3 separate regions of the Mus musculus genome follow, and all the other regions are linked to region 2. Evidence: chromatin contacts called from public ChIA-PET and promoter capture Hi-C data. All regions are on one chromosome and are shown on one strand. The core of a region is the stretch at or near the end of the contact, and the rest is flanking DNA. Distances in the headings are between cores, read along the strand shown. Region 1 overlaps St3gal4 (ST3 beta-galactoside alpha-2,3-sialyltransferase 4). Region 2 holds the start of Ddx25 (DEAD box helicase 25). Region 3 overlaps Fam118b (family with sequence similarity 118, member B).

Region 1 (2,700 bases), core at 185-2,684, 500 kb after region 2:
TTCTGAGTTGACCATAAATTCAATATCTGCTTCATACAGGATGGATGTATACCATATGAAATGATCGCTTCCTTAAATCTCCTCAAATCTATAGGATTCCCTGAAATTTCTTCATAACCTTGGGGGTGCCTATCATCTGCTGGTAGGTCTTGTATAGTAATTAGATAAACTAAGGTTGGTTTTCTAACAACCTGGGGCAGCCCTTCTTCAGTTTCATCATGCAGGGTAGGTTCTTGTCTAAATTTCTCTGTGTCTGAATATTTTTCCTATTTTCATTTATGAGTCTCTCTAAAGCTTGTATCTTATTAATCTACTTTTCATGGCTTTATTTTTATTGTATCTCTATAAATATTTTTCCTTTGAGCGGTTACAGAAAGCTACTATGGCTATTAAAAATAAAATATGAAATAATCAAATGATAATAATCATAGTTGGTATTGAGCAAATTTCAGTCAAGTCCATTTAGTCTTTTATTTTCTGCTTGTATTTTCAAGCCATCTAAAGTAGCACTATATGGAGTCCTAGTGTCTTGTATTATGGTATTTCCCATCCTGAACTCTCTTCTTGAAGACTTCTTAGGTGACTTAATAAATCAGATGTCTTCTCAGTTTGTCCTCAGCTGGAGTGATTTCTCTGTCTGTGGTGTCATGCCATAGGTTGGAGCACCAAATGTTGTTTTGCTTTTAAAATAAAATCCCAGTTGTTAGATTCACCAAATGAAGACCCAGGAGCCAGATGCTGGGGTGAAAGCCTGATGGCTCAGAGGAGCTGGGAAAGCACCCAGCCAACCTTCCTCTTCAGCCAACATCCCAGAAGGAAAAAGCCCTTTCTCCTTCTCCACTTCCTGTTCATCTCTCTCTCCCTCCTCCTGACTTGCTCTCACTCTATGGTACTTTCCTGTCTTCACTTCCTGTTAACTGGTTGCTTGCTCTGCCTCTTGACCTATGGTTGACTTTATTTAATCTTGTTTACAATAAACAGAAAGCTCTTGGATTAAAGGTGTGTGCTAGGGCTGAGCCATGTCACAACTAGAGACACGTTTTCCCAGTATACAATCTTGAGGTTCACCATGTAATCAAGTAGCCTGAGACAATTTCTTCATTCTCATAGCAATTTTTTTTTTTTTTTGGCCTTTGAATTATTTAGTCACTAGAATAGTGAGATAGACAATAGAAGTAATAAGAAGAGAGTACACTGTAACTGGTCTGTGTACATTCTGGTTGCCTGACAATTCTGAGATCTCATGGAAGGCTCTGCCTCACCCTGTGGATGGTTCCACCCCACCCTGTGGTTCCACTAGACCTCCTAGGACTCTATTGTGTTCTGACTCCATAGTTCTGCTAGGCCTTGCCTTCCTGAAAGTCTTCTTTGCTGGCTCTGCCTATGCCCAGGTCCCGGGCTGCTATCATATCTTTTGAAATCCAGGCAGAGGAAGTCATGCCCCACTGCTCTTACATCCTGTATCTACAGAGCTGGCACTGAGTGACCACTGCCACAGCTTGTCTTGTGGTAATTTTAGGAGGATGGGTCAAAATTCTCCAGAGAGGAGCGGTTGAGACAGCAGGAGGCTGTGAAGAATGTAGGGTGTGAAGGCTTATCTTAGCCCTTGGCAACAAGCCCCAAGATCTGGCTTCTCTTCTGATTATTTTTCTCTCTGAAGCTTGGCATTCTGGGTGTGAAATGGGAGGGACCTCAATAGAAGTCTCCAAGGGGCCTTTGGGGTCATTCTCCCATTGTCCTGTGTGAATAGACTCAGACCTCACTCTGTCTATCCTACTCTATCAAATGATTACTTAGCCACACCTGCATTTTTCTTTCATGAAATTGCTTTTAATTTTCTGCAGAGTTCAGGCTGAGAACCCTTCAGATCCCTAAGTTCTGTTTTATTTGATTTCTAGATTCCACTTTACAATCACATCTTTCTACTCACAATCTAGGGTGGACAGTTAAGCCACACAGCATCCTGAGTGCTTTGTGACCAAGCTTCTTCCACCAAATATCCTCTTTCCTCCTATTCTGTAAAGTTTTAGGGCACTAACAATTCAGCCATATTGTTAGCCACTTTATTACTAGGATGGTTTTTACTCTAGTTTCTGCACCACTTGTGTAATGTATAAGAAAGTCCAGACTTTCCCTACAGTTCTAATGTGAGCCCTTGCCTGACTCTCTGTTCACCTTAACTTTTCCTAGCCTGCACATGCGGATTTTTTTCTAGCCTCTCCTCTCTAGCCGGTTCCAAAGGTAATTTCACGTTTTCGGGTATTTGTAACAGTACTTGCCCTACTTATCAAGATTAGATCATTCTTAGTCTGCTTTGTGCTGCTTTAACCAAATTCTGTAGCCTGGATACTGTATAATGAATAGACGTTCATTTAGATCATGGTTATGGAGGATGCAAAATCCAAGATGAGGCCTTCTGGCTGATTCATCTTCGGACAGATGGAGGCAGAAGGAGGGGCAGAGAGTGGAAGTAGGGGAGAGGGTGAGAGGCCAAATTTGTCTTATTATAATAACTCCATTTCCAGCTTACAGAATCCATTCCTCTGTGTGTGGGGGGTGCAAGGGGAGGACACTGGTTCACTCATGAGGGCAGAACTCTCTGCCCAAAGTACTGAGAAAGGAACGCTAGACAGGTTTTCTATTACTGAGCCCTACACATCTCCTTATAGGTCCCGTCTCCCAATACCACACATTCAGGAT
Region 2 (2,789 bases), core at 189-2,688:
GGCGAGGGTACACATTTCCTTTGTAATAAAGGGTTTGAGACGCGCTACGACCATTAATCAACTCTGAAAAGAATTGTGTAAAACAAAACCCAAAGTTTCCCGCCACCCCTTCCTTCCATAGCATAATTAATGGGCTTCCACTGTTCATATTTGAGCAATTTTGATGTAGTAGAGGCCCTCTAAACTAGTTACAGACTCTAAGCCCCGCCGATGGGATTTCCTAGCTGCTAGAAGTTCCAGGCACGACACGATATGCGTTGTCCTAAGTCCCATTTCATACACCAAGGCCTTCTTAAACACTTAAATACCAGGGCAGAAGGTAGCAGTTCAGCCTCCATCTGTTCATTCCTCTCTAGAACTCAAAGATGCCCAACTCAGAGTTTAACTCACCTTCCGGTCCTCAGTAGGCGGCCATGCGGCTAGCCGGAAGCTATGGCTTTCCGTCTTCAGTAAGCATGCGCGGCTTCACCAAGCGTGCGCCGACGGTTCTGGGAAATGTAGTTCGGAAGGCACGGTGTGGGCTTTTAGCCGAAGCCCACCGCATGCGCAGGTTTCTGATGCAGCTTCCTCTTTACCGCAAGCCAATACGAGAAATATAGTCTGGTCTAAAATGAGAAAAAAAGATTTTCAAATGCTGGCTATCCTATATGAAAACTAAGAGATTGAAGATCCTGTCCCAACATCGTTTAATTAACAGAAATTTAACCTTGAGAGTCGAAACATTTACTACTAGAATGTAAATGTAAGGGTTAAAGGGAAATGCTTTGACCTGAAAACACTGAAAGATTGCGACAGAACAGGGCCAAGGAATTCTGCTTCAGCACCACGGAGAGATCATGGCTCCAGTTTTGAGTTTCTGCTTTTGACAATTATAGAAATGTTGCCCCAAGTCTTAAAATTCCAGTCAGAAAACTGAAAATCCTGGTTCTTTGGTCCAAACTTAGCATAAGGTTGGACCAAAGAGCTACCCCAGAGCTGTGCAATACATGTCATAGATATAGATAGTGGTGGTCCAGATTGCTTTAAAAGGAGACCCCTCCTTAGAATAAAAATTAAAATATGCGTGTATGTGGGCACATCACAGGTATCCTGGACACATGTCCGCACTTGAGTTCTGTTTTCCTTCTGAACCTCTGGTCAAGCCCATCTCTCCCTCCACTGTGCAACCTCACACCTGGTGATGCCCAAGCGGGGCTGTCGGGAGAGATACCCGCACGAGAGCCTGCAGCGCGGTGTGTGTACCGCCTCCGTGCCCACTTTCTCTCTGCTGTGCGGATGGCCGGCTGGTCAAACGGAAAGCTCGCGGGTGTCCCGCACAGCTGCGCCCCGCACCTCTCTCCCTCCGCCCGCCCCGCGCCGGGCCCGCGCCTGCGCACTGCGCCGCGCCACGGGTGGTCGCGAGGCGGACGCCGGTCCCGGAGCCTGACCATTGGCCACTGAGCCGAGCCGGCGCTGCCCCGCGCGGGGGTGGCAGCACGTGCCAGGGGCGAGAGCGGAGACCGCAGCTATGGCGTCGTTACTTTGGGGAGGCGACGCCGGGGCGGCGGAGAGCGAGCGGCTGAACAGCCACGTAACTGCCGCTGAGCAGGGGAGGGCCCAGGGGCGGGGGCTAGAACAGGGACTCCCGAGGGAAGTCCCCTGGGAAGGGGAGCGCCCGGCCGGCGTTTAGAGCGGGGTGTCAAGTGATGGGGGGTGTCAAGTGATGGGGGGCTGGGCTGGAAAGGCCACAGAAAAGGAGACTCCCAGAAAGGACCGACCTTTGATTTGAAAGGGCAGAGACCCCCTCAGGAAATACAGAGAGAGTGCGCAGCTGCTAGTCCTATCTGTACTGAGTTTTCTCCTATCCTGGTTTTGACCATTTAGCAGGCTTCTCATCTTCATAGCCACCTTCCCCTTGTAGTTGTAAACCACCCATCACCCAGATGCTGCCCATATTCAAACTAAGAGCCCTTATAAAGAGAGACTATGGAAGCCCCCATTCTATTATATGAGAATTCATACAATTACACAGATTCTTATAATGAAATCATTAACCCTTAACATTGCAAAGGAAGCAGTTTGAGGTGGTCTTCCCTCCCCTTGCTGTAGGATAGCGCCATGCTTCTTGCTTGATGTCCTGCTTCCTAACCTTGGTTGAATTTTGTGCCTTTCAATAGTTTTCAAATCTCGTCCATCCCAGGAAGAACCTTCGTGGTATTAGGAGTACCACAGTCCCAAACATAGGTGAGTGTTGTTAGGCTAAAGCAAGACTGGCTTAATTAACACCTTTGCTTTCCCCATGTATCTGCCATGAAATAGCTTTGGCTTCCTTCCTCTCCACTGAAAATCCTCCACCTCCTCAGGCACATCGCTTTACTCTTGCAGGAGATGGCTCTGTTTGCATACACTGTAGCGTCTGTGAGACGTTCTGAGAATGCATTGTATGTTTCCACTCAACATTTTTCTTTATGCTTCTTATTTTCCCTTTTACCCTCATAGACGGCTCTCTTAACACGGAAGATGATGATGATGATGAAGACGATGTAGGTAGGAGACAAGCTCGACTGAATGTACCTATTAGCTCTGCTGCTTGGTTTACCATCGCTTTGACTGTGCTAAAAGGATTAATTTCCTTGGGAAAGCACTATCTTTGTTTTCTTTTTGAATGAATACTATGGGGGGGGAGTACTGAATTAGGAGGGGGGTGCATTCCTTTAGACTACGTTGAAATGAAAACTGCAAGGTGTAGATTAAGAATTTTCGGTTTGGCTAGGAAGATATTGCAATTAGATGTCGGTCTGCACGTGGTC
Region 3 (2,797 bases), core at 141-2,640, 310 kb after region 2:
TAAATGCTGTCTGTTTTGAAATTTTTATAGAGGTTCTCATGCAGACCCAGGTTGGCCTTGAATTCACTATGTAACTGAAGCTGGCCTTGAACTCATGATCCTTCTGTCTCTACCACTCATGATCTGGGATTACCATCCTGCCAAGTATTCTCTCTCATTTGGAAAATTTGTCGTGGAAATTGTGTTAAAGACACCACTGTCACTTTTGTTAGTGTTCACTAAGCATCTGCCTTTGATTTTCATATATTCTGTTAGCCTTGAAGGACTTCTCAGTGGTTTCAGAGTCATTGGAGTAACAAGGACACCCACTGCCACAGGTAATGCCTCTGTTTACATGTGACAGAAAACTGTTTCCACTTACTACCACTGCCTTGTCCAAGGCTTCAGAGATTGACTCGACCAGGGCAGAAAGGAAAACAAAAATAAGAAAAGAGAGACAGAAAGAAAGGATGGGATTGGATGGTCTAGGCTCTCTAATGGAGAAGCTAAAGCCAGCTCAGTATGTTTATTATTATAGAGCTGCAAGGGCGGAAGAGTTATCCCATACAGCTGAACAAGGAGGCAAGCTTAGTTAATCTCAGTAGGAACAGTCTGTGTCAGAGAGAAGTCTTCAGGTCATAAATATCTGATGGTAGACAGCTATAGTGGACATTGTCTGCACATGTTGTTAACATCTGCACTTAGACCCCAGGAAGGCTTTGCCATTGAGCCTCATCTGAGGAAGGCTTTTCTTCTCTCATTGGGGTCCCTGAAAAGTCCTTGGCCTGGCCGTGCCCAAGGAAACAACACACATTCACTCAGGACTCCACTCACTTCTTATACATAGCAAATTCCACCTAGATGAAAGCTCAAACAGTAGTCACAGAGCATAATTCACGTGTGAACTAACTAGTTGGTACATGTTAGGGATTCTCTGCCAGACTGCCGTACTTACCTCTGAAGCTCTTTAGCAGCACTATGTAGTGTTCAGGGTAAGTGCTGCCCCAAAACAATACTCAATGACTAAGAACAATTTTACAACGTACTCACTGGGATAGGCACATTTCTCATGTGACATATCCCTTTATTGAGGACCGAGCATTAGTCTGCTCAAAATTAAGATGAATGGGTGAACAGCTGGGATAAAGACATACAGAATTACTTTTGATTCAGCTTCTCGGTGCGGACCTAAACATTCCAGTCAGAACCTGTTGAGTGTTTTAGTTTCCTTAAACTTCAACCCCTGAAATGAGCCTTCAGCAAGGTCCTGTAGAGAAAAGCATCAGAAATTAACCAGTAGTCAGGTTGAAAATCCAACAAAGCAAATGATGCATTTCTCTGTTTCCCAGAGCTGTGTTGGTGGCCAGCGGCAGCTAGAAGTGTGTAACACACAGTTCTTCCAGCTTCCACACTGAGCGGGCTGCATAGTGCATACTGCCACTATGACTAATTGTGAAATGGCCATCAAGTACATCTGCTTGCTACAATTTTAGCACTTAAAAAATTAGTTCTGGACTTGAAATATTTTAAAGCTAAAAAACTAGCAGTGGTGTTACTGAGAACATGGCATTACAAGCTGAGTTGCTGTGGTTTGCCTTCTGAAACGAAGTACCAAAGGTTTTTGTGCTGTAGCTTTCTCATCGTAAAGTAAGTTAATCGTGCAGGTTGAGACCCCTTCCTTTTCTTAAATGTTTGAGACCACAAGTATTTCATTTCAGGTTTGGGTTTTGTTTTTTGTTGTTGTTCTTGTTTTTTTTAATATTTAGGTTCACACAATGTGGTATCTTGGAAATGAGGCATAAGTCTGAAACATGGTTTTTATTTATTTATTTTTTTTATGTACACATAGCCTGATGGTATTGTAAAGAATATTTTTAGTGAACCTGCATTTTTACTGTAATTTGTTGTCAGGAATAGAGTTTTGTACTTGTTGGCATCTTATCAGGGGTCCAAATGTTTTCAATTTTAGAACACTTTGAATTTTAGATTTTCATGTAAGAGTCAATCTATAATACCCAATTAAGGTTTTAGGGATTAAATTAACTAATAGTTACAGATTGTACATGTCTTGTAATAAGTACTATGTTTTGTCTTGGTCTGTTTGTTTGTTTGTTTGAGGCAAGATTTCTTTGTGCAGCCTTGACTGTCCAGGAGCTCTGTCTGTAGACTGTGATGCCTCAAACTCAGAGATCCACCTGCCTCTGCCTCCCATGTGTTGTATTACCACTGCCCAGCAATTTTTAAATTTTTAAACAAAACTGACTTAGTATTTGAATTGAACACTAAATCATGAATATTCCAGTATTCAAAACTTATATTAAGTTTCATTTACTATACTTTCTCAGTGCTCAATGGCTTTACTTGGGTTTAATTTGTCTAAGTAATGGATTTTTGGAACCATGTTTATGGAGGGAGGGCACATAAATATGTTTGCCTTCCTTAGTGTTACTTTAAATCACATCCCCAGAGATTGTGGTTTGTGTGAAAGAAGTTATCGGTTTTGTTGTTATTATTTTTGGTTGGTTGGTTCTCTGTAAACATAGATGTTAGGCAGAAAATGACTTCTGCCGGGCAATGGTGGCGCACACCTTTAATCCCAGCACTCGAGAGGCAGAGGCAGGCGGATTTCTGAGTTCGAGGCCAGCCTGGTCTACAAAGTGAGTTCCAGGACAGCCAGGGCTATACAGAGAAACCCTGTCTCAAAAAACAAAAAACAAAAAAAAAAAAAGAAAGAAAGAAAGAAAGAAAGAAAGAAAGAAAGAAAGAAAGAAAAGAAAAGAAAGTGACTTCTATTATATAAAATAGAACTTAGTGAAAA

Evidence for each region. Promoter capture Hi-C pulls out the DNA fragments that hold promoters and counts their contacts. ChIA-PET counts read pairs in DNA pulled down with a chosen protein or histone mark.
Region 1: a contact with region 2 is called in an RNA polymerase II ChIA-PET map of memory CD8 T cells, with 18 read pairs. The contact joins the enhancer-like site here to the promoter of Ddx25 in region 2. A contact is called at or near these places in 4 of 39 promoter capture datasets (the 3T3-L1 cell line, 3T3-L1-derived adipocytes, the C10 cell line and 1 more), 1 of 484 Hi-C or Micro-C datasets (the HPC-7 cell line), 3 of 115 datasets of contacts at active chromatin or transcription factors (effector CD8 T cells, memory CD8 T cells and stem cell-derived neural progenitor cells) and 2 of 9 other capture datasets (adipose tissue and liver).
Region 3: a promoter capture Hi-C map of pre-B cells shows a contact between it and region 2. The contact joins the enhancer-like site here to the promoter of Ddx25 in region 2. A contact is called at or near these places in 13 of 39 promoter capture datasets (the C10 cell line, the HPC-7 cell line, cranial neural crest and 9 more), 1 of 15 datasets of contacts at CTCF or cohesin (large pre-B cells), 13 of 115 datasets of contacts at active chromatin or transcription factors (the 230-238 cell line, the SCID.adh cell line, acute myeloid leukemia and 9 more) and 3 of 9 other capture datasets (adipose tissue, liver and pancreatic islet).

What each region holds. Positions count from the first base shown.
Region 1 is chr9:35,060,460-35,063,159 of GRCm38.p6, reverse strand. The region is part of intron 1 of St3gal4 (ST3 beta-galactoside alpha-2,3-sialyltransferase 4); the gene reads left to right. Among named protein-coding and RNA genes, the nearest start is that of Gm51705, 7.0 kb to the right of the region's middle. Within about 2 kb of position 1,434, at least 55 of the 459 cell types and tissues checked have an H3K27ac peak or open chromatin away from gene starts, as enhancers often do. A contact at or near this core is called in the HPC-7 cell line, adipose tissue, memory CD8 T cells and 1 more, where this site is marked.
Region 2 is chr9:35,557,119-35,559,907 of GRCm38.p6, reverse strand. Ddx25 (DEAD box helicase 25) reads left to right here and starts at 1,438. Exons shown (of 12, transcript NM_013932.4): 1 at 1,438-1,570; 2 at 2,157-2,223; 3 at 2,479-2,526. The coding sequence starts at 1,508. It overlaps Pus3 (pseudouridine synthase 3), which reads right to left and starts at 1,348. Exons shown (of 5, transcript NM_023292.5): 1 at 1,175-1,348; 2 at 391-605.
Region 3 is chr9:35,246,189-35,248,985 of GRCm38.p6, reverse strand. The region is part of intron 1 of Fam118b (family with sequence similarity 118, member B); the gene reads left to right. Among named protein-coding and RNA genes, the nearest start is that of Fam118b, 20 kb to the left of the region's middle. Within about 2 kb of position 1,390, at least 6 of the 459 cell types and tissues checked have an H3K27ac peak or open chromatin away from gene starts, as enhancers often do. A contact at or near this core is called in pre-B cells, where this site is marked.